7 separate regions of the Mus musculus genome follow, and all the other regions are linked to region 3. A link is a contact called in public HiCAR-type, HiChIP or PLAC-seq and promoter capture Hi-C data. All regions are on one chromosome and are shown on one strand. The core of a region is the stretch at or near the end of the contact, and the rest is flanking DNA. Distances in the headings are between cores, read along the strand shown.

The links. Promoter capture Hi-C pulls out the DNA fragments that hold promoters and counts their contacts. HiCAR-type assays count read pairs that join an accessible place to other places. HiChIP or PLAC-seq counts read pairs in DNA pulled down with a chosen protein or histone mark.
Region 1: a contact with region 3 is called in a promoter capture Hi-C map of second pharyngeal arch cranial neural crest, with 8 times the contacts expected there. The contact joins the enhancer-like site here to the promoter of Ctxn2 in region 3. A contact is called at or near these places in 7 of 39 promoter capture datasets (3T3-L1-derived adipocytes, cranial neural crest, frontonasal cranial neural crest and 3 more) and 3 of 115 datasets of contacts at active chromatin or transcription factors (embryonic forebrain, embryonic midbrain and forebrain).
Region 2: a contact with region 3 is called in a HiCAR-type map of astrocytes, with 7 times the contacts expected there. The contact joins the promoter of Sord here to the promoter of Ctxn2 in region 3. A contact is called at or near these places in 1 of 39 promoter capture datasets (pre-B cells) and 2 of 115 datasets of contacts at active chromatin or transcription factors (astrocytes and embryonic stem cells).
Region 4: a contact with region 3 is called in a promoter capture Hi-C map of pre-B cells, with 5 times the contacts expected there. The contact joins the promoter of Gatm here to the promoter of Ctxn2 in region 3. A contact is called at or near these places in 9 of 39 promoter capture datasets (the 3T3-L1 cell line, the C10 cell line, cranial neural crest and 6 more) and 1 of 115 datasets of contacts at active chromatin or transcription factors (astrocytes).
Region 5: a promoter capture Hi-C map of second pharyngeal arch cranial neural crest shows a contact between it and region 3, with 9 times the contacts expected there. The contact joins the enhancer-like site here to the promoter of Ctxn2 in region 3. A contact is called at or near these places in 5 of 39 promoter capture datasets (cranial neural crest, liver, pre-B cells and 1 more) and 2 of 115 datasets of contacts at active chromatin or transcription factors (embryonic forebrain and embryonic midbrain).
Region 6: an H3K27ac HiChIP or PLAC-seq map of SST interneurons shows a contact between it and region 3, with 22 times the contacts expected there. The contact joins the promoter of Bloc1s6 here to the promoter of Ctxn2 in region 3. A contact is called at or near these places in 5 of 39 promoter capture datasets (cranial neural crest, liver, maxillary cranial neural crest and 2 more), 4 of 115 datasets of contacts at active chromatin or transcription factors (SST interneurons, embryonic stem cells, forebrain and 1 more) and 1 of 9 other capture datasets (adipose tissue).
Region 7: a promoter capture Hi-C map of hippocampal neurons shows a contact between it and region 3, with 4 times the contacts expected there. The contact joins the promoter of Shf here to the promoter of Ctxn2 in region 3. A contact is called at or near these places in 5 of 39 promoter capture datasets (cranial neural crest, embryonic stem cells, hippocampal neurons and 2 more) and 4 of 115 datasets of contacts at active chromatin or transcription factors (astrocytes, embryonic stem cells, forebrain and 1 more).

What each region holds. Positions count from the first base shown.
Region 1 is chr2:122,904,009-122,907,665 of GRCm38.p6, reverse strand. No RefSeq gene overlaps it. Among named protein-coding and RNA genes, the nearest start is that of Gm34430, 25 kb to the left of the region's middle. Within about 2 kb of position 2,110, at least 10 of the 459 cell types and tissues checked have an H3K27ac peak or open chromatin away from gene starts, as enhancers often do. A contact at or near this core is called in second pharyngeal arch cranial neural crest, where this site is marked.
Region 2 is chr2:122,232,786-122,236,659 of GRCm38.p6, reverse strand. It overlaps Sord (sorbitol dehydrogenase), which reads right to left and starts at 1,821. Exons shown (of 9, transcript NM_146126.4): 1 at 1,702-1,821. The coding sequence starts at 1,767.
Region 3 is chr2:125,134,803-125,138,476 of GRCm38.p6, reverse strand. Ctxn2 (cortexin 2) reads right to left here and starts at 1,785. Exons shown (of 2, transcript NM_001162934.1): 1 at 1,197-1,785.
Region 4 is chr2:122,609,276-122,613,056 of GRCm38.p6, reverse strand. Gatm (glycine amidinotransferase (L-arginine:glycine amidinotransferase)) reads left to right here and starts at 1,780. Exons shown (of 9, transcript NM_025961.5): 1 at 1,780-1,909; 2 at 3,170-3,388. The coding sequence starts at 1,841.
Region 5 is chr2:122,855,105-122,858,773 of GRCm38.p6, reverse strand. No RefSeq gene overlaps it. Among named protein-coding and RNA genes, the nearest start is that of Gm34430, 73 kb to the left of the region's middle. Within about 2 kb of position 2,218, at least 6 of the 459 cell types and tissues checked have an H3K27ac peak or open chromatin away from gene starts, as enhancers often do. A contact at or near this core is called in second pharyngeal arch cranial neural crest, where this site is marked.
Region 6 is chr2:122,736,603-122,740,304 of GRCm38.p6, reverse strand. It overlaps Bloc1s6 (biogenesis of lysosomal organelles complex-1, subunit 6, pallidin), which reads right to left and starts at 1,800. Exons shown (of 5, transcript NM_019788.3): 1 at 1,601-1,800. The coding sequence starts at 1,682. Bloc1s6os (biogenesis of lysosomal organelles complex-1, subunit 6, pallidin, opposite strand) reads left to right here and starts at 1,943. Exons shown (of 2, transcript NR_156706.1): 1 at 1,943-2,223.
Region 7 is chr2:122,367,733-122,371,147 of GRCm38.p6, reverse strand. Shf (Src homology 2 domain containing F) reads left to right here and starts at 2,001. Exons shown (of 7, transcript NM_001374011.1): 1 at 2,001-2,501. The coding sequence starts at 2,016.

The DNA.
Region 1 (3,657 bases), core at 861-3,360, 2.2 Mb after region 3:
ACCCCGTTTGGGTGCCAACATTCTATGTGCAGTCAGAGCCTTCTGTTAACCCCTTAAATCAGATTTCACAGAAAAGGGCATTTTTAGATTTAAAAGTCAAAGAGTAGCTCAATGCAATAAAAGCCTAGTATTGTGAACTCCGTGAAGAGAGGTCACTCTGACAGTGAAAGTACAGATTATGAAAAATTTTCTCAAATTTTGTTCTATTATTCTCGAGTATTGGAATATTATGACCAAAACCAAAAGTGTGCCTTTTTAAAAAATGATGATAAATGTGGTCAGGAAGAGTAGATAAGAGTCAACTGCAGGTGGAAAGGCAGCTAGGTCCGGCCTGTGACAGGGACCTAAAGCTGAGCGTAGTGAAGGGTGGGGACTGAGGGCCTGAGATGAGAACCAGTTAGACATCTAATGCCAGCCCACTCTGTAGCACAGGGGCATCGGGGATCTGAGCACATCTACTACAGGTGTCAGGCACGGGGCCTGGGCTGCTCCTCTTGCCCACATCCCTGAGAATGAACAGCAATCAGTTGTTAAGAAGTGTCAGCCCTTAACAATATGGAAGACATAGCGCCCCGACCCAAAGTGGGATGAGTCTAGACTGAGAATGGAAGCAGAATCAATGGAGAATACAGTCCAAGTACAGCCCAGCCATGGGAATGAGTGTGGATTATGCTGTGTTAAAAACCCGAAGAGACAGAGTGTAGAAGGCTTGCGGTTAGAGGCTGACCCACTCAGATAGGCAGAACCACCAGGTTCTGTCACAGCACCAGAATACAGCAGCGAACAACACAGACAGGCCTCCACCCCGGAAGCAGAGCTCTTAGGGAAAAATTCCTCCTGAAATGAAAAACACACAAACTGAATCGTAAACGGAAATGTACACATAAACAAACCAACAGAAAGGGGAGGGGCCAGAGGGATGAGCCAAGGCACGGAAGCAGGACTACACACTAACAAAAATGACCAGTTTAGCTTGGGCAGTTTCCATACAAGTATGAGTAAATTGGCAAGATGGGCCAATCAAAAATAAAGGGGGGGGCGCAGTGAGGCTGAAGAAGTTTACCCCAAAATCATCACAATCCAGTGAAAGACATTGCCAGCCAAATCAGGGTAAACGCTCTTCTGAACTTTTTTTTTTTTTTTGATATATGCTGAATTGTGCCTCAGATTATAGCTCTATTTACCCATGAAATTATTAATATGTCAAACACTGGCAAATCAATCTAATTTCAAGGAAGAATTTCAAATTGAATATTTTCTTATCTCTGTAGAAAAGCCCTTCATAGGACCATCTAAGTTGGGAATAATACATCTTCAAACATTTTGATTTCTATCTTTCTCTGCTCTTCTTACAAAGCAGTTAATGACAGCCATTTCAATTTTGGGCTGCAAATATTATTTTAGAGCTCTGCCACCAGTGTAAACATCTTCATTCAGTTCCCCTTAAATTGAACCATTTTAGTGAATAAATTATTAAATGTCAGAGACCTAGACAAGGGAACTGTATCACTCTGAAACAAGTTGAAATATTGTTATTTGAGACTGGCAAGTTGTCGTGGCAAATTGGGTATGACCCGCCACCCCTCCTCTGCTCCCGCAGCACTTAACCATTTTCCTTAAGCTTGTCTGACTGACTCGTAAGTCGAGAAAACTCAATTTGGTGACTGTAAGACGACAGATCTTAATTGAAAAGTTCATTTCTAATGAAATCCGAAGTGGTAAAAGGTTGGGTTGGCACGGTGGATCATTTGAGTCTTTATTAATAACACCAATTCATTTTAATTCAGTGAAGCACATAATTAGCATCAAGCCTTTCAAGTTCACCACACAATCGTGTGCTTGGAATCACTAATATTTTTAAGTTTTTCTTATTTGGTAATAGGTGTTTTAATAATTTGCATTTAAACATGAGGTTACTTGTAGTTGGCTTATACTAATTATAAGTGTGTTGCGTTTTATTAAGCCAGTACCCTTCGGCCAGTGACAAATCTCTCTTAGTCTTAACTTGAATTCCCTGTAATTATTCTGCAGTCAGCTAAGACTCCAGCAAAGAGATGAATGGGGCCCCTTGAGATTCCTGCACCTTGAATAATAAGCGGTGGTCACAGGGGTCAATTGCTGTTTCAGACTGTTCCTTAGCTACTGCATGTAAATCCATTTACTGGGGGCTTAGAGGAAGCATTGATGCATTTGTTTCCTTGCCTTTATCTCTGAAACTGCCACCATCCTCTGCTGCAAGACCCGGAGGGACTATCTCCATGGGAAGGAGAGGATCTGGAAAAGATGATGCAGCTGAGAGCCAGACAAAAGAAAATTCCCCCTCTCAGAATGGGAGAGAAGCAGGTTAGTAAATGAGAGTCCAGACTTGTGAGCTTTCTAATCCTCTCTTACTGAGAGCACCTCAAAATGATTTTCTCCTGGATTCTTGTACTGTTGTGCAATTTTATACAATCTGGGCCAGTCAAGGAAAGGTGTTAACAGGGAACTCCTTTCATGAAAGTATAAACAAGTGAACATACCCCATAAATCTAGTCACCGCGGAATCTGACATGTGGATACCTTCTTAGGGGATGAATACACATGTATAATATGTGTAGTTTAGTGATGGATTTTTAATACCTATCGGATGTTGTTGAGGTTACAAGGATAATAATACATACTGCCTTCAGATTCCCAAGCTCACAAAAGAAAAATGTACACAAAGACCATCATTAGTTCACAAATGAAGTAGATAAACATTGTTCATACAAATAGGTTTCTATAAACTTGCAGACTTTGGATAGTAAATTCCAAATGAAAGCTTCCTTGTCCTAGCGGGCTATTCATTCAGTGCAAGGTTGCTTTTTGTTTGTTTTCTTTTCTTTTCTTTTCTTTTCTTTCTTTCTTTTTTTTGTTTGTTTGTTTTTTGTTTTTTGAGACAAGGTTTCTCTGTTTAGCCCTGGCTATCATGGAACTCACTTTGTAGACCAGGCTGGCCTCGAACTCAGAAATCCGCCTGCCTCTGGCTCCTGAGTGCTGGGATTAAAGGCGTGCGCCACCACGCCCGGCTTTTGTTTGTTTTCTTGCTTGCTTGATTGCTTGCTTTTTTGTTTAATATAGGTTCCTGGGTTCTGACCCAAACCTCAGGGAACAGACTCCTGGCAATTGTATAACTCTTTCTTCTATATCAGCATTCAGTTACTCCCACACCAGAAAAGTTCCACATTTTAAAACCGATATAGCCATCAGCCAAAGCTTTCCTAGCTCCATCTGAGAAAGTCACTTCATTAATCCTCCAAGCAATGAAATGGGAAATCTCCCTTAGTCAATCTGAACCCAAACTAACTTTATTTTTCTTTGACACAGTTGGTGATAGGAAGAATAGAGAGATGTTTCACTGCTGATTTTAATGTCTGGTATGTGCATAAGGGAATGGGCTCAGTGTGGGGCATTGTGAGAGCCATTAAAGCTGGGCAGTGGTAGCTCCCACCTTTATCCAAAGAAGCAGAGGCAGATGGATCTCTGAGTTCAAGGGCAACATGGTCTACATAATGAGTTAACAGGCCAGTAAGTGCTACAATGTGAGATCCTGTCTCAAAAAAAGAGTCAGGGGCTGGAGCCAACTGATTTATCTAAGGACAGTTGATGTCATTTGGGAAGTAAAGAAAGTAAATGAGT
Region 2 (3,874 bases), core at 572-3,071, 2.9 Mb after region 3:
ACACTCTGTGTTGACACTAAGTGTGAGAAAACTTCAATTACTGTAGTAGGGAAAAGGGAATCCAGTCTCCCAGGCAGCCAGAGGCCAGGCTGGGTCTTAGGTTTCCTTCCTGCTTGTCTCAGCAAAGTGGCTCAACTCCTGTTTTTCTAGAGCTATGCCCTGGACATAGGCCAGTTTCTGGACTTACTGGTGGCTGGGAAAGCATCTCTGGGAAAGCCTAAGCTCTCTTTCCCTTCAAGCCCTGTTGGAATCCTGCTTTAGATATTAGGAATGGGTGTTTCTCCAAAGAATTCCAAAGAATGTGAGCTCAGGAGGCAAGGGTTTTTATCAGCAGACCCTGCCCCTAGTCCACTCAAATGGAAGCTAAGCCTCAGTTGCCCAACCCATCCTCCATGGAAAGACCAAACTGTGGCTGTGTGGCATTGCAGTGGTGGCACACGCCTTTAATCCCAGCACTCGGGAGGCAGAGGCAGATGGATTTCTGAGTTCAAGGCCAGCCTGGTCTACAAAGTGAGTTCCAGGACAGCCAGAACTACACAGAGAAACCCTGTCGGGGGGGGGGGGGGGAGAGAGAGAGAGAGAATGAGAATCACAAATCACTGTGTCTCTTTAATTTTAATGCAGGATGTTGAGTAGATGTTCAAATGTGATTGGAGAGAGCACTAGAAATTGAATTTGAATCTGACTGAGTTCTTGTCTTGGCTGTTAACTAACCAAGGCTACCATCTTGGGAACCACAACGATTCTTGGTTTGGAATCCACAGAAGTCTACAGGTGGAAGAGTTAAGGAACTCAGAAAATGCTTAGTCTGCAACCACAGATAAACCACTGAGGACAGGCTATTAAACAGACAAGAACTCTTCATCTGAATGAGTCTCTCCTGGTACATGTTCTTTGAATGGGAAGGAGACAGACTCTAGGGTGCAGGAGAGATGGCTGGTATCCAATCTCCAAACTGCATGCCCGCTGAGATGGACTTTGTCAAGGGAACTTTGGCATGACCACAAAGATGACTCGGCAAATGTCTGAACTTTGGTTCAGGGGGCAGAACTAAGTTTAAAGCCAGAGGCAGAGGTAAACAGAATGAATGCTCCAAGGTAGTGATCCAGATGTGGACTAAAGGAGATAAGCACCAGGCTATATCCCCAGTTAAAATGCATTATTAACACTTACTGAATGCTAGGCCCTCTCATGATAATAATTCTGCTATGGGATATTATCAGTTCCAAACAAAAAGGATTAAATAGAAACTTCACTGCTTTTAAATGCCACCATGCCACCTTTTTCTGTCCTCCACTGTCTACAAGAGAAGATCTGGGTAGATCCTAATCCTGGAAGTCTCCCTCTGACCCTTCTGAAGAGCAATAACAACAGTGTGAGTTTGCAGCTATTAGAGTCGAAGGCTTGATTAGTTTTCAACGGTCCTGGGCACAGGTCACGTGCCTGGCGCCCGGTCTAGGCTCTGGGAGCACGCGACCAGAACTCTCTCTAGAGATAGATAACAATTACCCCACCCCCACCTCCCGGTAACCAGCTGAGATCTGGGTAAACCCAGGCAGTCAGGGGTGCTTGGCACGGGCTATCTGCCAGCTCTATGAGCAACAGAACTTGGGAGTGGGTACCACTGCTGAGCCTGCCAGAGGGGCAAACCGGAGCTGGGTGGGTGACTGCCTGAGTTCCCACACTCCTTCCCCTTTTTACCAGGCGGATGTCTCCAGGTCCGTGCACCACCAGGGACAGGTTCTCGCCCTTAGCTGGAGCTGCCATGTTGCTCTCTTGCTTCGAGGTGTCCGCTGGACCCGGCGGGGAGCTGGTGGTTCTGCTCGTCCAACCGCCAAGGGTCTGGAGTAAGGGGCTGGGGCGGAGCCTAGAGAAGGCGAAGCGCGGGCCCGGGGCGGGGCCTGCGCACTTGACAGCCAGGAGGCGGGGTCGCGCGAGGTGGGAGGGGGGAGGCGGGGGACGAGACTTCACTCAGACTTAGCAAGCCAGAGTAAAGAGAGAAAGCAGCCTACGGAGGCCGTGGGGGATTTGTGGCTGCAGAAGACCCGGCTAGCACCCCTCGAACAGCAAGTTTAAGTCTGAGGTGGAGCGCGGGTGTTTTGTGTTACTAACGGGAACAGTGCGCTGCTGCAGGCAGGACGCCGCGAGCGCTCTGAAAAAAAAAAAAAAAACAAAAACAAAACAAAAAACCGCTGTCTTTCCAGCAACCGACAAAGGGCCTGACACTCGCAGGAGTGAAAGAAGGAATGTATGTGTCACGTGGTCCTGATGCATCTGCATCAAGATGCTGTAGGGCAGAATTTGCAAGCCTTTCTCTTTAAAGGCTTTCTCGCTTTCCATTGGCAGCCGGATTTCTGCCCAGATCCCGCCTTTAGTGCTCCCCAGTCAGGACAAACAGGTTTTTACTTTAGAGATGGAGCTTGCTGCCCCTTTCCTTAGCTATCCATTCCCTTCCTTTCCCTTCTTCTGTGTAGCCTTGGCTGGCCTGGAATTTGCTCTTTAGACCAGGCTGGCCTTGAACTCAGAGCTCTTTCCAGCATCATACCTACTACTAGTCTTCCGAGAATTATCACCAGAGCTCTCAGCTCTTGATGTCTCCCTGTGAGGATGGAACGGAGTCTTACATTCTTTAGCAGCAACTCCTGGTGCACTAGAAAACCCGCCGAGGCTGTTTTATTTATTCACAAGAAGGCAATGAGATGTTTGGCACGCGAGGAGAGCTTAATGGAGACGGATACCAAATAAGAAAGGGGGAGTGGAAGCCGGGCGTGGTGGCGCACGCCTTTAATCCCAGCACTCTGGAGGCAGAAGCAGGTGGATTTCTGAGTTCGAGGCCAGTCACTATACAAAGTGAGTTCCAGGACAGCCAGGGCTACACAGAGGAAACCCGGTCTCAAAAAACAAAAAAAATTGTCTTTGTTTTTGTCTACAGAGTGAGTTCAGGGCAGCCAGGGCTACACAGAGATACCCTGTCTCGAAAAACCAAAATAAATAAATAAATAAATAAATAAATAAATAAATAAATAAATAAATAAGTGGTCTGCCTGAATGTATGTGTGTGCACGACTGGGTGAATGGTGTCTCTGGAGGATATAAGACCGAACTGGATCTTCTGGACCTGGAGTTACAGATGGTTGTGAGCTGCCCTTTGGCTGCTGGGAATTAAACCCGGGTTTTCTGCAAGAGCAACAAGTGCTCTTAACTACTGAGTCATTCCTCCGGCCCCAGGATGGATTTTTTAATGTATTTTTTAATTGAAATGCTAACAAATTTCTAATTACAGTTCTTCCCCCAGCCTAACCCCTGCCCCCCAAAAAACTACACACTGAGTATTGTAGTTGAGATTCAAAGCTGAGAAAATTAAAACTTAAAAGAAGTCCTCAGGTTCTTGTAACACACAAACTAATCAATAGCAGCCACACTACTTAACTCTAGAAAGCCTGACCCACAGCCCCAGACCTGACCCACAACCTAACCCCTTCCCTTGGAACATTAACTTCAAGGTACTTTTTTCAATTCATAGATAAAGATCATATTATGCTAATTCTACCTCAGAAAACTTTGCAACCTATTTGATTTACTTTATTTTTATTTATTTATTTATTTTGGTTTTTTGAGACAGGGTTTCTCTGTATAGCCCTTGCTGTCCTGGAACTCTCTTTGTAGACCAGGCTGACCTTGAACTCAGAAATCCTCCTGCCTCTGCCTCCCAAGTGCTGGGATTAATGGCATGCGCCACCACACCCTGCTCTATTTGATTTACGTCAGCTTTTAATAGCACAGTAAGTTAGAGGGTCGATAAACTAAGTCATTTTACAAGAGGAGAATGAAGAAGAGAAAGCCCTAGATCCACTTTCTAATTGTATTCCTAAGT
Region 3 (3,674 bases), core at 536-3,035:
CAGTAATTGGAAGAGATAGAAAAGTACACTCATTAGGTTCCATAGAACAGATATTGTAAAGCTAATGTCAGGAGGAAAATAATATTTTAGTACTATGTTCACTGAGACATAGAAAATGAATGAATTATGAGAGAAATAGATTACAAAGGAACAAAGCTATGAATTGATTTTTATTTTACAAAAGCCCATATGAAAACCAGCAGTTGTCAAGAGAATAAGTGAATTTTTGAAAAAAAGAGTTGAATGTAAGCCAAATCCAGGTAGAATTTACTTTAAGTGTAATATACCCTGGGTTACTAACATCATCAACACTGCTCCGATTAACCATCAGCATCCCTCTATGGAATGATTGAAATACTCAAGTGTATTGTTATATGAATTCTGACACTGATAAAAGATTGTTAATTTTGAATTAATGATTCGATACTTTGGTAGTGAGCAAGCACATTCAATGTGTCTCTTTTCTTTCATAGCAAACGTCAGATACAGGGCTCTCTAAGTCCTGATGAGTCATAGCATTGGCCCATGGCAGTACCTGTAGATATCAAAGGGCCCTATGTCATGGAGTCACTTTGTAGTTAGCAACAAATAACTGACAACAACAACAACAACGTCCTCTGTGCTCAGTTGTTTACATCATATTATTGCCAGTAACTGACTAAAGAGAGTATTTTTATACCTGCTATGTAACCTTTCGTGTTCATGAGTAAATGTGGTAGGTAAATTTTTTACTGTGAATTATTTACTGATTAGGAGCTATCAAATTCATTTTTCAAAAAACGGTTATTTAATTGCCACAGATTAGCATGCAGTTGCAGAAGCTAATGGTAAAGTGTAGGCACCTCCTAAGAACCTCCCATGTCTTTATTTTAATCAACAGGTTTTCCTTCTTGTTTATTTATCTAGCAATAACATCATAAACATTAAATCTGAAATAGTTATACTTGGAGTGCAAGATGATTGCACTCTAATGAGAGGATACTTGTAATTTTATGAAACAAGACATGCAAACTCAAGCTTAAAAAAAAATCACAAGCTCTTCTGTACAAAAACAACAGACCCTTCATCAAATATAAAGGTTGCTAAATCCTGTTTAAATAAGCAATAGCAGAAAGCACTACTGAGGCCACATCTGTACACAGCTATCATTTAGGAATGGATGTGTTGGAATCAAAAGAAAACCTTAAATTACAAACCCAGATGTCTTCATCATGCTGAAGTGCATGCATTTTGGTTTCCTAGAGTTCCAAAACCTCGGATCTTCAAGAATCTACCCCAAAGCTCTGGAGACGTCAACCTTGAGAGATTTTCCTTAAGAGAACAACTGGCTGGCTCCTCAGACACCCATTCCTTCCAAAGCACTGGTCGATCTGAAAATTCTCAACATGTCTCACTAAAGAAGCCTAGACCATTGCTAGTGTTCTACCTTGCGTTGTCGCCAGTTGCCTTCTACATATTAAACTGCAGGAAGCATGGAAACTTCCTACAAGACACTATGGGAGAAACATCAGCAATCTGTATACACACAACACGTTTTCTTTCTTTCTTTTTTCTTTCTTGACAGCATCAGCAGCTGCAGAGGCATTCGTTTCTTTTTAGAATTTGAGCTCACCAAACCTACAAGCTCTCCCTGCCCCCCACTCGGCTCTCCTGTTTCTAAAATCCAAGAGAAAAAGGACACCTTCTCCTGGGGACTGGCGCTGGAACCCTGTTGGTGAATGCTGAGGAAGGGGGAGAAAGTTACTTCGCAGGCAGCAGGGATGGATGGGCTCACCTTCCATGTTTGTTGCCATGGAGATGAATTCCAGCCAGTAGACTTGTTGGCAGGTTTGTCTGTGCTCGCCGATCTCGGTTCGTGTAAACGGCGTGTTCTGAGGACCTGCGTGGAGTCACAGGACCGTGGGTAGCGCTTTCCTGGCCTACGTGTGTAAATAATGTCTGTGTCTGGGTGAGAGACAGGACACGGGCAGCCGCGGAAGGACCCGTGCGCGAGTGTTTGCAGGAAAATGTGTGTGCATGTGTGCCTTTCTCCGATGTGACAATGTGTAAATATTTGCGAGTATGTAGATGTGAAAGCAACGAGGTGGGACGTGAGATAGGGAAGGGACTAACAGCAGCAACAGGGTCTGGTTTTCAGGTCCGTCAGAAAAAGCAGAGACCAGGGCTCGTTTTCACTCACATCGCATCCTGAAGCTTAGCAATCGGGGTTCGTCACTATTTGTGCATCTTGGGGTAGTGAGGATTTAATTAATTCATTGCGAAAATCCTTGTCTCTGTTATGTCCCCAGCTGTGCCGAAGGCATTTCGCTGTGAGTGGAAACAGCAGTCCCGGGTTGTTAGAAGGCACTAGATTTTTATGTTTCCTTTGATCAGACAAAGGAAAAAAACGGTGTGAAAAGTGCACTGGTTTAACCGAATACTGATGCGTCACTTAGTCTTTTGGTGTTCATTTCCACTACCCACGCCCCCTTTACTCCACCCCACCCCTTCCCGCAGACGCCCTGGAGCTGTCCGCAGTGCTGAAACGCTGAAGCTGACCTCTTTCCTGCAAGAAGATACTGAACTACCATTGTGACAAAACCATTAGGTAGATGCGGTGCAGGTTTTCTAAAACGTGGTTGAATATTCACATTGTAAACAGACCTCACTGGAAGCAAAGCAGAACACGTTAAAGCAACACAGCCACCGGCCCTCTCACCTCTCCTCGAGAGGTTCCTCCACACTCACCTTTAGTATTATTAACAGCCATCATGTTTTGTCACGATTCCCAGAACCTATCCTTGGCACGCACCTGTAGATTCCCTACGAACTTAATTGCTCATCTTATGAACTCTTCAGTCGTTAATATTTGAGAAAATGCAGATACAGAATTTGTACATTATCATTGCTGCTGTTGTTATTTAGTGGAGAACTTGGGCGTGACGATATTTGACAAATTTTATGACTATCTAGAGTATTATCACTTAGGAAATGAAACAGTCTTACAAAGATGTTGCACAGAGTGTCAGCCACAAATGGAATATCTACATCATTTCCTTCAAATCCCAAAGACTATTGAGGGAGAGGAAGAGGAAAGATGATGAGAACCAGAGGGTAGACAAGAGTGAACCGGTGTTTTCTGAACAAGTCTACTTCACTCATAAAGCCTGCTTTACCCATGAACTCACACTACCGCATAAGACCTGCACAAGATCAAGCCAGTCAGCATTCTAACATGGTATGGGGAGGGGATCATGAGCACCCACCTACTTCTGGAGGAGGAATAGACATTTTAAAGGGTGTGTCCCCTGATTGGTTGATCAAATTTCTGTGGATAGCCTCATACCTAGGGGCAGGAGTATATGGTTAGCACAAATTGGGCTCAGTGGATTATTTTAAAAGGGAGGGCATGAAGTTGAGAGGAAGTAAGTTGACTATGGGTGGTGGACCTCAAGAGGGAGATGAATATCACATGTTCTATAAAATTCTCAAATATAAAATACAAATATTTTAGAAGCCACACAAGTATATTTGGGGTTTATATGAGACAATCTTTTGAAAAGTTGTCCCTCTTTAAGTTTAGAACTATGAAAACATCTTAAGGAGTAACAGCCTGCTGTGAAGGAACGAGGATGTCTCTTCTTCTAGTGGCATGCTCAGAGCTTTGCTGACTTTTTCTCAAGTGTGTTAAGGAC
Region 4 (3,781 bases), core at 531-3,030, 2.5 Mb after region 3:
AGCAGAATGCTACTAGGAGTCAAATACTAGTGTAGCTTTTCTCACTACATTCTAGCTGTGAAAATATACTTGAGTTACCTTATTTGAACTTGAGTGTTAAATTTTTCCCTGATTTTATTCTTTTCAATCCTCTAAATAGAAAAAAACAAAGTCTAGGGGGGGTGGTTTAATTTGCTTCGATAACAGTAGGGCTGGTGTGTGGGGCTTGCTCTCTCCTCTGCTCCTCTCCTGGATTACAAGAGATGAGGGTGTCAGTCTGGCTGTAAGCATTTCCCATTGTCTAAAGCTAAATTGCCCCCTAATTTTTGTCAGATACTTTTAGATCTTGCACTTTCAAAATAAAAATAATGTCTTCAATGAGGGTCATGAGGTGTTTATAGATCTCTGACAAAACTGGAAACCAAGCAAAGTGAAAGTCTTCTTATGTGTACTTACCAGCCATTGTTTGAAACAAAGTATCAGACAGACCAAGCCCTCCTGGAACTTACAAAGTTGACTGAACCACTATGCTGGCTCTTACAAGGTTTGTGGTGAGGTTTGTTTTGGCTGGTTTGGTTGGTTCGGTTGTTTGGCTGCTTTTAAATACAAGGTGAGTGAGAGCACTCTTCTACTAAGCTATATCCTGAACCTTAACCATCTTTTTAAATCCCTTCACTGAGAAGGGTACATCTCTGGTCACCCTAAGTACACCCAAAGACATAGTCCCCAGAGTTGATTGAGTTCATCTATTGGGTAAAAGTTTTAAGTTTTGAGAAATTCTTCAGATTCCCCGAAGCCCTCACTAGCAGAAGGAGCGAGCCTTTGATAGAAAGGTCCAGGGTTGTGCTTCCAAGCCACACAGCATTTTAAGAACAGAGCTAAGATAGGAACCTAGACTCACTGGCTCCCTTCACCATATCAGGACCTTGAGACCTCTTTGTTGAGTATTACCTCGTAATCATACGACTCTTAAGAGTTGCCTAGACTTTACCGGCACCGTTTATTTTGGTCTCTGGTTAGCTCGTGGACCAGGGACTATCAATGTCACCGTTCTCAGTTTCTAGAAAACACAACACAGAGAAGCCGGCAGGGGGGTGGGGGGTGCTCATCATACAAGCCTATAATCGCGGGATCCAGGAGAATGGAGGGCCGGAAGCCAGACTGGACGACACAGCCAGGCAAGAAGTACTCAAATCTGCCCCTTCTGCTAGGAAGTGATGTGTCTATTTGAGTTCTCTAGTTTTAGTTCTACAAATCCAGTTAAGGGAACTACTTTGTAATCAAGCACCCAAGTCATATTGAAAGAAACCTTTTAAGATGTGCCTCAGAAGCAGAAGCTAACTGTAGCTCCCCCACTCCTTATTACTTTTGACTTATTATTATCTGCCTGTTTTCATAACTGAGTTTCTCAAAGCAGGAGCACCTAGCCAAAGACCACCAGTGTTCTAAAGACCACCACCACATAGGCTCAGGTCGACAAACTTGGAAGCTAACTCGGGGCCGTTCCACTCAGTGGCCCATGGACTAAGACTGGCCTTGGGGTTTACACATTCAGGTTGAAAAATGGACTTCCAACAAGAGAGACTAAGGAACCATCATCCCTGCTAGGCATTGGGTAGCCTCTTCATGGGTCTTCGCCGCCGCTGACCTGAGCCAGTACGGGAGGCACGAGCTAAAAAAAAAAAAAAAAAAGGGCCAGCCCCGGGACGTGACCCACGGACGCCGAGGCCACCTGTTCCTGGCAGCCAATGGGCCAGGCCCTGGGCGCGGCTACAAAAGCAGCGCGCGCGGCCGCAGGCTGGGAGCTGGCGCGAGCTTGGCGACTAGGACCTTGTGCACGCGGAGCAGCAGAGACGGGGCGATGCTACGGGTGCGGTGTCTGCGCGGAGGCAGCCGAGGTGCCGAGGCGGTGCACTACATCGGCTCTCGGGTGAGTCCCTACGCTGCCTCGGGACCTCTGCGGGATGCAGGATGGGGACCCAGAGGGAGACTGGACACCCCGGTAACAGGGTGGCGTGGTCTGTGTTCCGTAGCCCGTGAGGGCGTTTTCTGGGAAGATGCATGTGAGGGCATGGACGGAGCCTACAGGCCGGCTCCAGCTGAAACTCTGGGATCCCTGGGCTTTACCGGGGAAGTTGGAATGAGTCCATCCTGTCCCCCACCTGCTGCTCTGCCAGGCCCTCTGCTTCCTTGGGATATCCGAGCCCATGCCTGCAGACCCTCCCTTGCTCCTTGACAGGAATAGCTCTGGCAGATGAGTTCTGCCAGCAGCTGGTTCTTGAACAGCTGTCATTTGCTCTCTTGCTTTGGGTCTCCACCCAAGAGTCCCTCTAGCTCCCTTCTTAGAGGACTTTTAACAGCCTGATAGAGTTTGGGGGCGGGATGAGGTTTGCCAGGGGGAGTGGGTAAGGGAATCTTCCTGCGCTAGGTTATACAGGCCTGTCTTAAAAAGAAGAAAGAAAGAAAGAGAGAAAGAAAGAAAGAAAGAAAGAAAGAAAGAAAGAAAGAAAGAAAGAAAGAAAGAAAGAAAGAAAGAAAGGAAGGAAGGAAGGAAGGAAGGAAGGAAGGAAGGAAGGAAGGAAGGAAGGAAGGAAGGAAGAAAGAAAGAAGGTTTTTAATATGCTTAGATCTCTTTTTAAGTTTACATTCTGTGCCTGCCTGGGTTAATCCTTATGGTACACATGACAGTCATCTCTGACTTGAAATGAAAAAAAAAAGTGATTAAAAAAAAGGTTGGGGTTGCTTATTCTGAAAGATAAGGTCTTTTCAGATCCCATGTTATTTACAGTAAAAAGAACTCCGTTTTGGTAACCTTCCAAACTGAAAAAGCAAGACTTCCTCCTTCAGTTGGACATTGCCGGTACTTACTGGGCACTTCCTTGAGGAAGAGGATGGCCTATCTTCTAAGAAAGTTTCTGAAAATTAGTTTGCAAAAACTTTGAGATAGATATGGGAAACATGTTGCTGGGAACCAGATCTTTCTGGGAGTTCTAAAAGATTACAGCATATGACAAAAACAAAATCAGTCTATCATCAACAAAAAGTTATGTGGGTTTTTTTTTTAATCACCCAAAACCCCTCTACTAGTCAACATCTTAGGGTCTCCTCAAGTACATATCTGTGTTATCCTGAGTCTCACACTTTAACCATACCTTGTTTGTGTGTGTGTGTGTGTTTGTTTGCTTTTAAGCTTGGAGGATCCTTAACAGGATGGGTGCAGCGAACTTTCCAGAGCACCCAGGCAGCTACAGCTTCCTCCCGAAATTCCTGTGCAGCTGAAGACAAGGCCACCCATCCTCTGCCCAAGGACTGCCCTGTCTCCTCTTACAACGAATGGGACCCTTTAGAGGAAGTGATAGTGGGCAGAGCTGAAAATGCCTGTGTGCCACCATTCACAGTGGAGGTGAAGGTAAGCCAGGGCTACCATGGGTCTGGGAGCCAGTCCTCAGCAGGTCCTCAGCGTCTGCAGCCTGCGTTCCACTGTACCTCTCCTCTGCAACTGCCTTCACTCCTCTGGGGCAGGGGAGTGATTTTTAAGGTATTTTGCTTGATAGCTCCAGTATTTGGTATTTACCTTTTTCTTCCCTCTGGAAACCTCCCTGGGAGTTTAGGAGAACTTTGGATAATCCTCCATATTGTCACTTTTTGCCCAGTATCCATAGCCATCTTCACAGCTTCTGGTCCCTCCTTCACTCAAGTCCAGACCACTTCCCTTCTTGCCATCCAATCTAGATCTACACTAGGAACTCCACAAGATATTGCCACAGGACCTCTCACTTGGCACAGCTAGAATTTCAGTTGC
Region 5 (3,669 bases), core at 969-3,468, 2.3 Mb after region 3:
CTGATACCTACTCTAACTTTGGAGGAAAAGATCATGCCCATGCTTTGAAGGACAACCTCTTCTAAGAGAAAGGCAGGTAAAAGAATGTGTGTGTGTGTGTGTGTGTGTGTGTGTGTGTGTACTCATTTTTCAAGACTTTAGGCAAGATGTTTTCTTTTAAGATTGAGAAAACATAAAGACTTTAAACCATTAAGATGCAAGAATTTTAATCACCCAGACACATATATTATATAGACAGCCTCATCCCCACAGTTCCCTTTTCTCTGAAGAACTTCAGAGAGATGGTGAGACTCAGGATAGGTTGAATATGGGAGACCAAGTGAAGGTTAAGGGTATGAACTTAACTTTTTAAGAATTCAACGATTATTTTATATAGACGTGGAACAGATCTGGATATAGCCATAGCAACCAAATGGTTGTATCAAAATGTCATGAGCCCCAGGAGAAAAGGACAAAAATCTTTATAGTTACTAAAGAAATAAAAGGAATTGTAGCTACTCCTGGGAGGTCTGAGACCCCTGAGAGACAAATGGCACCCAGAAGTTTTGGCCAATGAAACATCAGAAGCCCATAGGTTGTAAGTGGAAATCCACAGGCTTGCTTTGTTTGGTTGGCACAGCACCAAACCCCACTGGCTCTGTCCTTTTTTCCCCCCAAGGTGACTACTGTGCCACTATTAAAACTCTGATGTTTTCACTTACACATCCAACTTCTCTTGAAAAATGCAGAAGTCTGGTTACATTAGGTTCACATTCACACATGATCACATGTCTAATGCAGAGGACACACAACTGTGCCCATTTTTACAGAAACAACCTCTTTCTTTAACCACGGGGTCCCTGAAGGCATTTGCTCATCCTTGTCTCTCTGAGATGTATGTATGGATTCTGAGATGTTTATGTTCCACCAATGTTATACATGACTGCAGTCTAGCTGGGAACCAGGCCTTGCTCTGTAGACCAACAGCCTCATCCCAAGGCACACACTGGAGAAGCAGTGACTAGAGAGATGGCCCCTGTCAGAACAGAGACGCCAATGAAGAGCTTTGCTGAAGGAAAAATAGGCTCTAGAAGATGTTGGTGCACGGATTTGCAGCTGAAAGGAACAAACTTCTTTGATATTATGGGCTGAGTGCAAGTGTTGTATGTATGTTGCCTAATTTGGTCTTTATAACATCCCTGGAAAACACATACAACTATGTCCATTCTAGAAATACAGAACCCAAGCCTTGGGGACTTTAATCATCTACCCAACCTTTTAACTGCTATAGAACTTTAAAATTATGATTTAAATTGTGGCTTTTATGACATCCCTTTCCACCACTACCCCCTCTCCCCCCCCCGCCCCCCGTCCCACACAAGGGTTCACTTTTTAGTGTGCCTCTAGGGAAAAAAAAAGGTTTACCTTGGGCCCACCCAGAAAGCAGTCCATAGCTAGTTATGCTTTGAGTGCAATTTAAGTTATTACTATGGAGACTTAAAGAGACCTGAAGGATTCTGCATTCAAAGGGAAATGTGAACTTTTCTGGTGAAGAAGGGTTCCTGGGGTCACCAATGGGATAAGCAATGGCCGTCTTTATCCGTACTGTGTAAAACTTACCATTTTGACCTAAGAAACCTGCTCAGGAGGCTTTTCCTATTAAACCCTAATTATTGACACCATAGACAAAGAAATGTTTTACAGAAGGATAGTGTTTTTTGAGACATAGTAAAAGTCTCTGGCAGCCAAGCACCTAGCATGCAATCTAGGAAAACTCAATTATTAGTATGAGTATATGAACATCATTTTGTTGTGATTAGATTTCACTTTAATTTAAATTTTGTCAAAGCCACAAGGGAGCAAAGAAGCAGTCTCATGAAATAAGCGAGCCCGTCTCAGTTTTATTTTTCATGTTTGCAAGGCAGGATTATCAGCAAATCTTATCAGTCAGCCGGTAAATTACCAAGAACTGCATTAAAAATGTGTATAGTCATTTTCATTTTTGAAAGATTCGAGACTATAAATAATTAAATGCATTAGACATCTGTTATTTATGAGCTGAAATGACGGTTTTAATTTAGTTCTTCATTTAGATCAGCCTGACGTATTGAGACTCTGAAGGAAAACACAGGAAATATCTAAAAATGACATCTTTGGGAACCTGTGGTGACCAGAGGTGCAAATCAAAGCCTGGTTATTCTCACTTCCCTTCAAGGCCTGTCAAGACACAATCTCCATTTGTGACCTTGTGTTGACCGAACTCGGGAATTCTAATTGGATGACAGATCAGACCCTACGCCGGCTTCCTTCACAGTCTAACTCCGGAAGCTTAGTAGGAGCTGCGAACATACTGCAGATCAGGCAGAGCTCAGTCCCGAGCTCGCAGCTCCAGAGCACTTCAGGAGAAATGGCCAGGAACTCAAACCACCCTGTTTAGTTTCCCAAAGATTCGCAAAGCCTCATGGGTTACAGAAAGGAAGAGGCGAGAAACAGACGCCTGAGTAGTGACTGCAAAGTCAAGGAAAATATGTAAATAGCTAAGATACACGGTTGTCAAAAATCGAGAGAATCCTTTTTTTGGAAAAGGTGACTCTGCCTCATAGGACAGTCTCACAAATGCACAGGCCTCAGCCCTGTGCTTCTGGTTGAGGGAAAGTTCAGTTATCTGTCGTCTGGGGCATACTTGAACCGCGGTGAATTTTGAGTTGTCTTTTTCCTTGGGTTGTAGGAGATCCGATCATCATGGCTTCAGCCAGAGCTTCTGGAAGTGTCAAAAGTCACACCACCTGCCCTTGTCCTACCAGGTTTCCCCTTGGCCTTGGGCTCTGGTTTAGAAATCACTGCAATAGTTGGTGTCTGCTACCTGCTTTTAGTATAGAACTGCTTACTTGTACTTGGGTGATTTTTAACAGTTTTTGTCTTGTGATTTTTTTTTGTACTGGAACTCCTACGGGGATTGGGGGAGACCAGTGCAATGTGAATTCTGAGCCCCTAGAATTGCTTGACATGATAGACATTCCAGGGTCATTTCTACTAGAGAAAAGGAGAGTTGGTGTGGTTTTCCTGCGTGCAAAATAGACTTGTAAGAGGATATGGATGTATTCAAGTAGAATTGATGGCCGTAGGGTTGGGAAATGGCTCAGTCAGAAGCATGAGAGCCTGAATTTAGTTCCCAGAACCCATGTAAAAAGGCTGGTCACAGTGAGATAAGCTTCTAATTCTAGCTCTTGGGAGGCAGAGGCCAGCAGCCTAAGCCTACTTGATAAGCTCTAGGCTGGTGACAGACTCTGTCTCAGAAAGAACAAAAGAAAATAGGTGGACAGAGACGGAGGAACAATTTCCAAGTTTGTTCTGTGACCTCCACATGCAATGAACACAAGCACACAGAGAGAGAGAGAGAGAGAGAGAGAGAGAGAGAGAGAGAGAGAGAGAGAGAGAGAGAGAGAGAGAGAGATACACACACAAATCTGTTACACAGAAAGTGGCTCCCACCTCTGCATTTTTCAAACCCACAGCTGGGAGCCTTTGGTCTATCATCAGCTCTGTAACTAATGGACTGCCAGAGAAATCAAAGGACCATCTGTCGAACCTGGAGATGCCCCTCACCCAGATCTGTGAACCCCAGATCTGTGTCCAAGCCACCGTCTTGCCTTGCTTTGTTAAAACAAAAGCTTTCACTGTCTGCTGGTG
Region 6 (3,702 bases), core at 551-3,050, 2.4 Mb after region 3:
AGCCTAACTCCAATGGAGTCAGTCTGCAGTTTTCTCACGTAATCGGCCAGAAACTGCCTTTACCCAGCCATGCACATCAGCTTTTCATCACGCTGTTCTGAAGGTCTTCCATTCATTTGTCTGTTTTAAGACAAAGTCTATCACAGGTATCTTTCTTCAGCAATGTATATGGATCTACATAGTTCATCAACACTGCTGTGGTCTTCCTAATCCTTGCACGCTCCTATTTCTATGGGAGACATTCTTAGAAAACAGTGTGGAACAGAACATGTGACCATCTTTGAAACTGCAAAAACCCTCTAAAAAATGGCCCCAACTTAGACTGCAGCCACCACTTTCATATGGATACAAATCTGAAAGGAGCCGAGGGGGTGCAACATTGTTAAACAGAATGAGAAACTGCAAGGATGAACAGCAAGGCCATGCACAGAAAGCAACAGTGAGCTATTAATATATGCCGTGAGTCAGCCTGTGAGGGTCCCTGAGTGCCAATTCTATGGAAAATTCAGTAAGTGGCAAGAAGCCATTTTAGGATTCTAAGGATTCATGCCTGGAGCTTGTGTTGGGGCAGTAAAGTTACAACAATGGACACACCATGCTGTGAGAATGAGAGACTAGCGGTGGTAGCTTTACACTGCTGAGGGGAGATAGATGCTAATGCCCTGCGGAATCCTCTACATGAAACAGAGGGAACTGAATCCAAGAGTGCAAATTCAGTTTCATGGGAGAGTAAGCTCACACCATTATCAAGAAGATCAGACAGCTGAGGCTAGGGATCTAGCTCTGTAGTAGAGCACTTGTTTAACATGAAATAAGTCCTGAGTTGAACCTGCAGCTAGCACCTATCCCTATCTCTGCCCTACTCTCTGACATCTGCTTTTATTTATATGCATACCACCCATTCGTTATGTGCAGAAAGAGAGAAAGAGGGGGAGAAGGGAGGGGAAGGGAGAAAGAGAGAGGCCCAGGTTCCAAGTAGGTACTACAGAGTATTACTAATGTGACTGAACAAGTCATGAAAGGGATATGTCATTAAAGAAAAGCACTGCCAGGAAATGCTGGGTTATTTGTAGCTTCCTATTTCTGAAACGCAGAGATTATTTTTAGAAGCTCCATCTAGCTTCTCTCATATGAACCAATGCTCACAGAAAATGATTTGAGTGGTGTTTTCAATCTCACAAAAACGATGGTATAAACAGTGCCCATCTGCCTATATAGCAAATTAACTGCTTCGTCCAACGGACGCCTTCGGGCATCAATGCTTAAATTTCTTCTGGAAATGTGCGGACGGCTGCTGGAGTCTCGGATGAAGTAATGTCACCTAGGAGGTCAGAGTATTTCATGAGTAGACACTATTGTACAGTTTCCTAAAAATCTACCTTCTCTCTGGCAGACTGATCGCCAACCACTAACCCTGTGACAAACAGTTGAAAAGCAACACAAACGCAAACCTTTAACACAAACCGCACCCAACAGTGCGTTTCCTCGCGGGACCAGGGTTGCCTGGCCAGGATGCTCTAGGCAGGAGGGTCGCCTGCGCTGGAGTCCCACCCACTCGAACCCGGCCCCTGTGGGCAGTCGCCCCGCAAAACAGCCGTACCCGGCGTGGGCTCGCCGGCCTCCAGGCTGTCGGAAGGCCCCGTAAGGACCCCGTCTGGAGGCGGTGGCTCAGGAACACTCATATCCCCGCACTGGGCGCTGCGTGAGGCGAGTGCTGTGGAGAAGTCACAGGCAAAGAAACCTAACGCGTTCCAGAGTCCATCCGGACGAAAGCCGCCGAGGCACACGGAAGTGACGAAAGCGGAAAACCTCGCTTTCCGACGCAGAACGTTACTGCAAGTCCGGAACGCCCGCCCCCCCCCGCCCCCCCCGTGTCAGCGCCCTAGGCGCAGCCGTGCGCGTGCGGGTTCGGTTTCACAGAGGGTGGCCGGCGGAACCCGGAAGAGAGGTTAGAGGACCGGATGTCGCCATAACCGTGTGAATGTCCCCAGTGTTGTGTCCAGTTTATAACTCGGGCCGCTAAGTGAGTCAATACGAACTCTGAGCTTGAGCGTTGCTGAGGATCTCTTCCAGTGCTTGGAAATGACGTAAAGGCTTTCTTGGAGCATCATTTGGACAAATTAAGTCAAATTACCAAAAGCACATGCTGGGCTCCTGTAAGATGATATCATGAGTTCTAAAGGAAAGTATGTAGACTTGGACAGACTCAGCTCCACAGCAAATGTAAGGATTCTCGACCCTTTTGTAAACTCTGACCTCTAGTAGCATCTCTAGTTGCTCCTCAGGTTACCTGTTCAGTTTTCCATATTGTAGCCAAAGCTATCTCAAAAAAAAAAAAAAAAACTAATATAAATAAACAAATAATGCCATGCCCCTGGAATGCACTGGCTCCCTATTGTCACCATCTTATGTTCAGTTTCACTTTAGCCACTTTTCAAGGGTAACTTCTCAACTCTCCACGGTAGAATGTCCACAGACTAATCCTTGAGACTTCTAAATATATTAGAGGGCATGGCAACGAATAAAAGCTACTAGTTAACATAACCTTAAAATAGGAAGGGTACTCCAAGGACCCAAGGTAACAGTCTGTAAAACTGATGGGGTGGGGCTGTCTGAAAAAAGATTTGATTACAAAGGATGATTAAACAAACACTGATGGGTTTGAAGACAGAGGAAGGGAGTCATTATTCTGGATGGTGGGTGACCTCCAGAAAAATTGGTAACCAATTCCTCCCCTAAAGCTTTTGTAATGGAACTCAACCCTGTGAGGTTGCTGAACTATAGAATGTGTAATAATTAGTGTTGTCATACAAATAGGAAAACAATTTATTACTCTTCAAACATCTTGTGCAATCTGGGCATTGTACGCTGTCCATTGTGCTTGTTCCTGTTTCAAACTAGAGTATCTTTTTCAAAGGCCTATTCATCTTTTAAGTGCTCTAGGATAATATCTTTTTTATTGTTTTGTTTCACAAGGTGAGGTGTCCTGTAGCCTAATCTGGCCTTAGACTCAATATGTAATTAGGGATGGCCTTGAATTCTTGGTCCTCCAGCAGACACGAGCCAGCACACTCAAACACACCTTTACTGTGGACACCATTCATTATCTCATTATTTCCTCCCTTTCATTCAGCAGTCACAGTGAAGACATTTCACAACAACAAACATCCTCCTGCCATTTAGCACTGAGCTCCTCCTTGCATTCATTATTTTATGTTTTCTTCTTTTGAATTAAAAATGACAAATAGAAACTCTTATGCATAGAGTACCAAAATAATTCTCGATAAATTTGCTAATTGGTGAACTATTGATGCCCTAGCCCTAATTCCAAACTGTATATTCCAAAGTCTGAGTTATACAACATGGTAAACATGATGAAACACCTGGCACCCTTGCTTGGTTATAAGTTTCATGTACTAATGGTGTTGTGGTGCCCTTTGGAATAGAGCCATATCCTATGAGTTTTCATTGGCTCCTTCTATCTCTTGGCCAGTACTAAGTACATTTCATTAAATTTTAAATACTGGTTATTTAAATTTAATGGATGAAATAAACTGTTATGTCCTACCTTGTCTTTATGATTTGTTTTGCTATAAGGAGAATTCTTGTTAGGAATTTTATTATTTTTAACATTTTAACTTACTGTAACAAAATCACCTAAATAAACAAGGAGTTTGTACCACATTCATCTTGCTTTTCTCT
Region 7 (3,415 bases), core at 752-3,251, 2.8 Mb after region 3:
CACTCCCAAGATGAATTGGAATTCATTAAGGGACTCCTGCTATAGCCTCTGAGAGCTAGATTATAGGCATATCCACTGCATTTAGTGTTTTGTCTCCTGCCTCTGCCTTCAAAATGCTAGGATTGAAGTGGTGTACCACCAGGCTCAGCAATTGCAGGTTTGTTTTTGTTTTGTGAGACAAAAATTCAGGCAGCCCAGGCTGGCCTCAAACTCAACAAGACATTGTCCTTGAACTCCTGATCCTGTGGCTTCAACTTCCCAATTACTAGGATTATGGGTGTATATCATGTGTCAGTCACTGCTTTATTGCTATAAGGAGACATCAAGACCAAGGCAACTTATAGAAGGAAAGAATTCAATGTCGGACTTGCTTATAGTTTCAGAGGGTTAGTCCATTACCTTCATGGCAGAGAGCAGGGTGGCAGGCGGGCGGGCAGGCAGGCATGTTGCTGGAAAAATAAGTAGCTCAGAGCTTTACATCACGATCCACAAGCATCAAGTAGAGAGGAGGTGGGTGGAGACTAGGCCTGTAATGGGCTTTTGAAACCTCAAAGACCACCCTCGGTGACTCCAACAAAGCCACACTTCCTCCAACCAGGCTACACCTCTCAATCCTTAACAAACGTATGGGGACCATTCTCATTCAAACCACCACCACCACCACCATCACCACCACCAGAATCACTTTATATTTTTTAAGCAAATACCAGTAGTGTGGTGGCGCACACCTGCAACCTCAGAACTTGCCTTGGGAAAGCTTGAGCAACAGGATTGCCATGAGTCTGAGCGGAGGCCTGACTGCAAGGTGACTACAGAGCAAGGGCTGTGCTCAGATCGCTCATCACCCTTAATTTGCATGACAACAACCCCTATCACCCTTTCTAAGATAGGACAAGGGCGTGGTCTTGGCCCAGGAGTTGGCAGTCCATTGCCTTTCCCATCCCCTCCCATTGGGTGAGTGAGGAGACCTTCTCCTGTGGGTTAGCTACAATATCCTCAGGAACCTGTCATCTCTATGCTCACCGTTGCATCAGTAGTTAGTATTTTAAACTGTATATTCTGGAATGTAAACCTCTTAGTTTCTCTATTATACCCCATGAAGTGAGGGGAGAAGGAGGGGAGAGGGAGGGGAGGAGGGAGGGGGAGGAAGGGGGAGGAGGGAGAGGGAGAGATGCTGGCCTTCAGGGCTACAATACTTCTGGTGAACCTGCTTCCTTTCTAAGACAAAATTCCAGGCTCTTAGGCATCATCATCGGAGCCCTGAGAAGGTAAGGGGCTGGTGATTGACAACATTAGACCTGTTTCTCGCTTGATTTATTGATCTGTCTGTTTCTATTCTGTCACAGACAGATTGACAAACCCAGGGTGGAGCTTGAGGGATTTCCACAAGAAAGCAGGGCAGCTGTGAGGGCTGCGTGGGCCTGCTGGGGGCCGGTGTAAGCGTGGATGGGGATTGTTTGTGCGAGGGTTGTAAGCATTTGAAGCTGGCGGTTGGGTGTGGAAACATCGGAGCAATGGGTGTCTCTGGAGAACTGATTGCATGCCACGTGAGAAGTTTGCCTGGATAGAAAGGCAACCTAGGTTTGGGTGTGAGTTAAGGGATAGGAAGAGGTAGGCGGTACTCCCAAGGTGAGGGCAGTAATAGGCGCATCTGAAGAGCAGCGTCTTCGAAAATGTTTGGGTCTTTGGGTTTGGGGGAAAGGAATCAGGATGAGCAGGATGTGCCTGGGGACTCATCTTCCCGCGTCTGACACAAACTGGGAGGTGCAAAGAGCAGATGGGACTAGAGAGCGCCCCACAGGAGCACGGGTAACGACATGTGGAGGACTCACCCTCGGCGCAGTTGCTTCCCGCATCCCATCTACTCCTCTCAGAGTCCTCGGGTCCCCGTTAGGCAGCGGGCTCCTCCCCTCGTGTCACTGACGACGAGCCCCGCCCCTCCCGCCGGCGCAGCTCCGCCCCCTCTCGCCCCGCCCCCGCCGCCCGCGGTCTGCTCGCTCAGTTGGGAGGGCCCCATGCTACTGAGCGGAGCTCCTCCTACGGGCTCCGGCCCGGGGCCGAGGGCGCAGGGCAGCGCGGGGGGCGGCCCTGGGGGATCCCGCCGCGGGGCTGGGGGTGCGGGGACCGGCCCGGGAGGGGGCGGCAGCGGTGGAGTCGCAAAGTGGCTGCGGGAGCACCTGGGCTTTCGCGGGGGCGGCGGTGGAGGGGGCGCCAAACCCGCCCCCCCAGAGCCCGACTACCGCCCCCCAGCTCCCTGCCCGGCCGCGCCCCCTGCGCCGCCCCCGGACATCCTGGCCGCCTACCGGCTGCAGCGAGACCGCGACTTCGAGGACCCCTACTCCGGGGGCCCGTCCGCGTCCGCCGCCCTTTCCACCCCTGCGGTCCCTGGCCCCACTCCGCCCCCGCGCCACGGCTCACCCCCGCACCGCCTCATTCGGGTCGAGACCCCCGGCCCCCCAGCACCCCCTCCGGACTCCGGACCCCCTGCCAGCAGCGACAGGGTGAGTGCTGCGCCGGGCGTGGGTGTCCAGGAGGGGTGGTGGTCTGAGGTCTGGAGATTTAGGGAGGGACAAAGGTGGCTTGGCTGGGACTCAGCCTTTCGCAGTCAGTATTTCTAGTTGACATAAGCTTAGTCCCTGACACGGGGGCTCAAATTTTAACCCCTTTGTTAGCTTCTCCACCGACTAATCTGAGTCCCCAAACTCTGCCCTGTTTCCTGTTAGGGCCCGAGGACTAGGGACGACCTCCCTCAATGGCTCTGTCCTCAGCTTTGCAACCCGTCCAACCCTGATCCTGGAACCTTTTTTCTAACGGGCATGGAGAAGCACCCCTCCCTTCCCTTTGCCGGTTTATGGCCTTTGTGCCCTCTCCGGAGCAGCAGCTCCTCTGCCCTTTGATCTCTTGACTCTTCCCTCCACAAAGCTTTTCTCTCCCCCTCCTCTTCCCCTTCTCCTTCCTCCCACCTCCCACCCGGTCCTGGAGTCCAGGCATCTTTGCAGGTCTGAAGCCCAGAAAGGGGCTGAAAACTAAGATTCTTCCGTGAACACAGCGAGCGCTGGCCTTTGCCTTTCCCAGTGGGATTAGGGGGGGGGGGGGACTGTTGTACTCCGGATGCCAAGATGGGCAATGTCCAGCTCTTCCTGAAGAAATTCACCCCTGGGGTACAGGCGCACTCCTTCCAGTGTTCCCCCAAGTATGAGGACACTCGGTGGTCAGGACCTGTTGCCCAGTTAAGGCCGAGTGATGGGGTTCATTCATTATCTCCTCTCTCTAGGCTTTCCTCTTTCTCAGTCCATTCTGAGAGAGACTGGATCTGCAGGCCCTGGAGGAAGACTCCCAATAGTTTGTCTCTCAGGACATCTACCTTCCTTCTTAATTCCAGTTTTATCCTGTCCTGGATGATAAACAGCTGAAA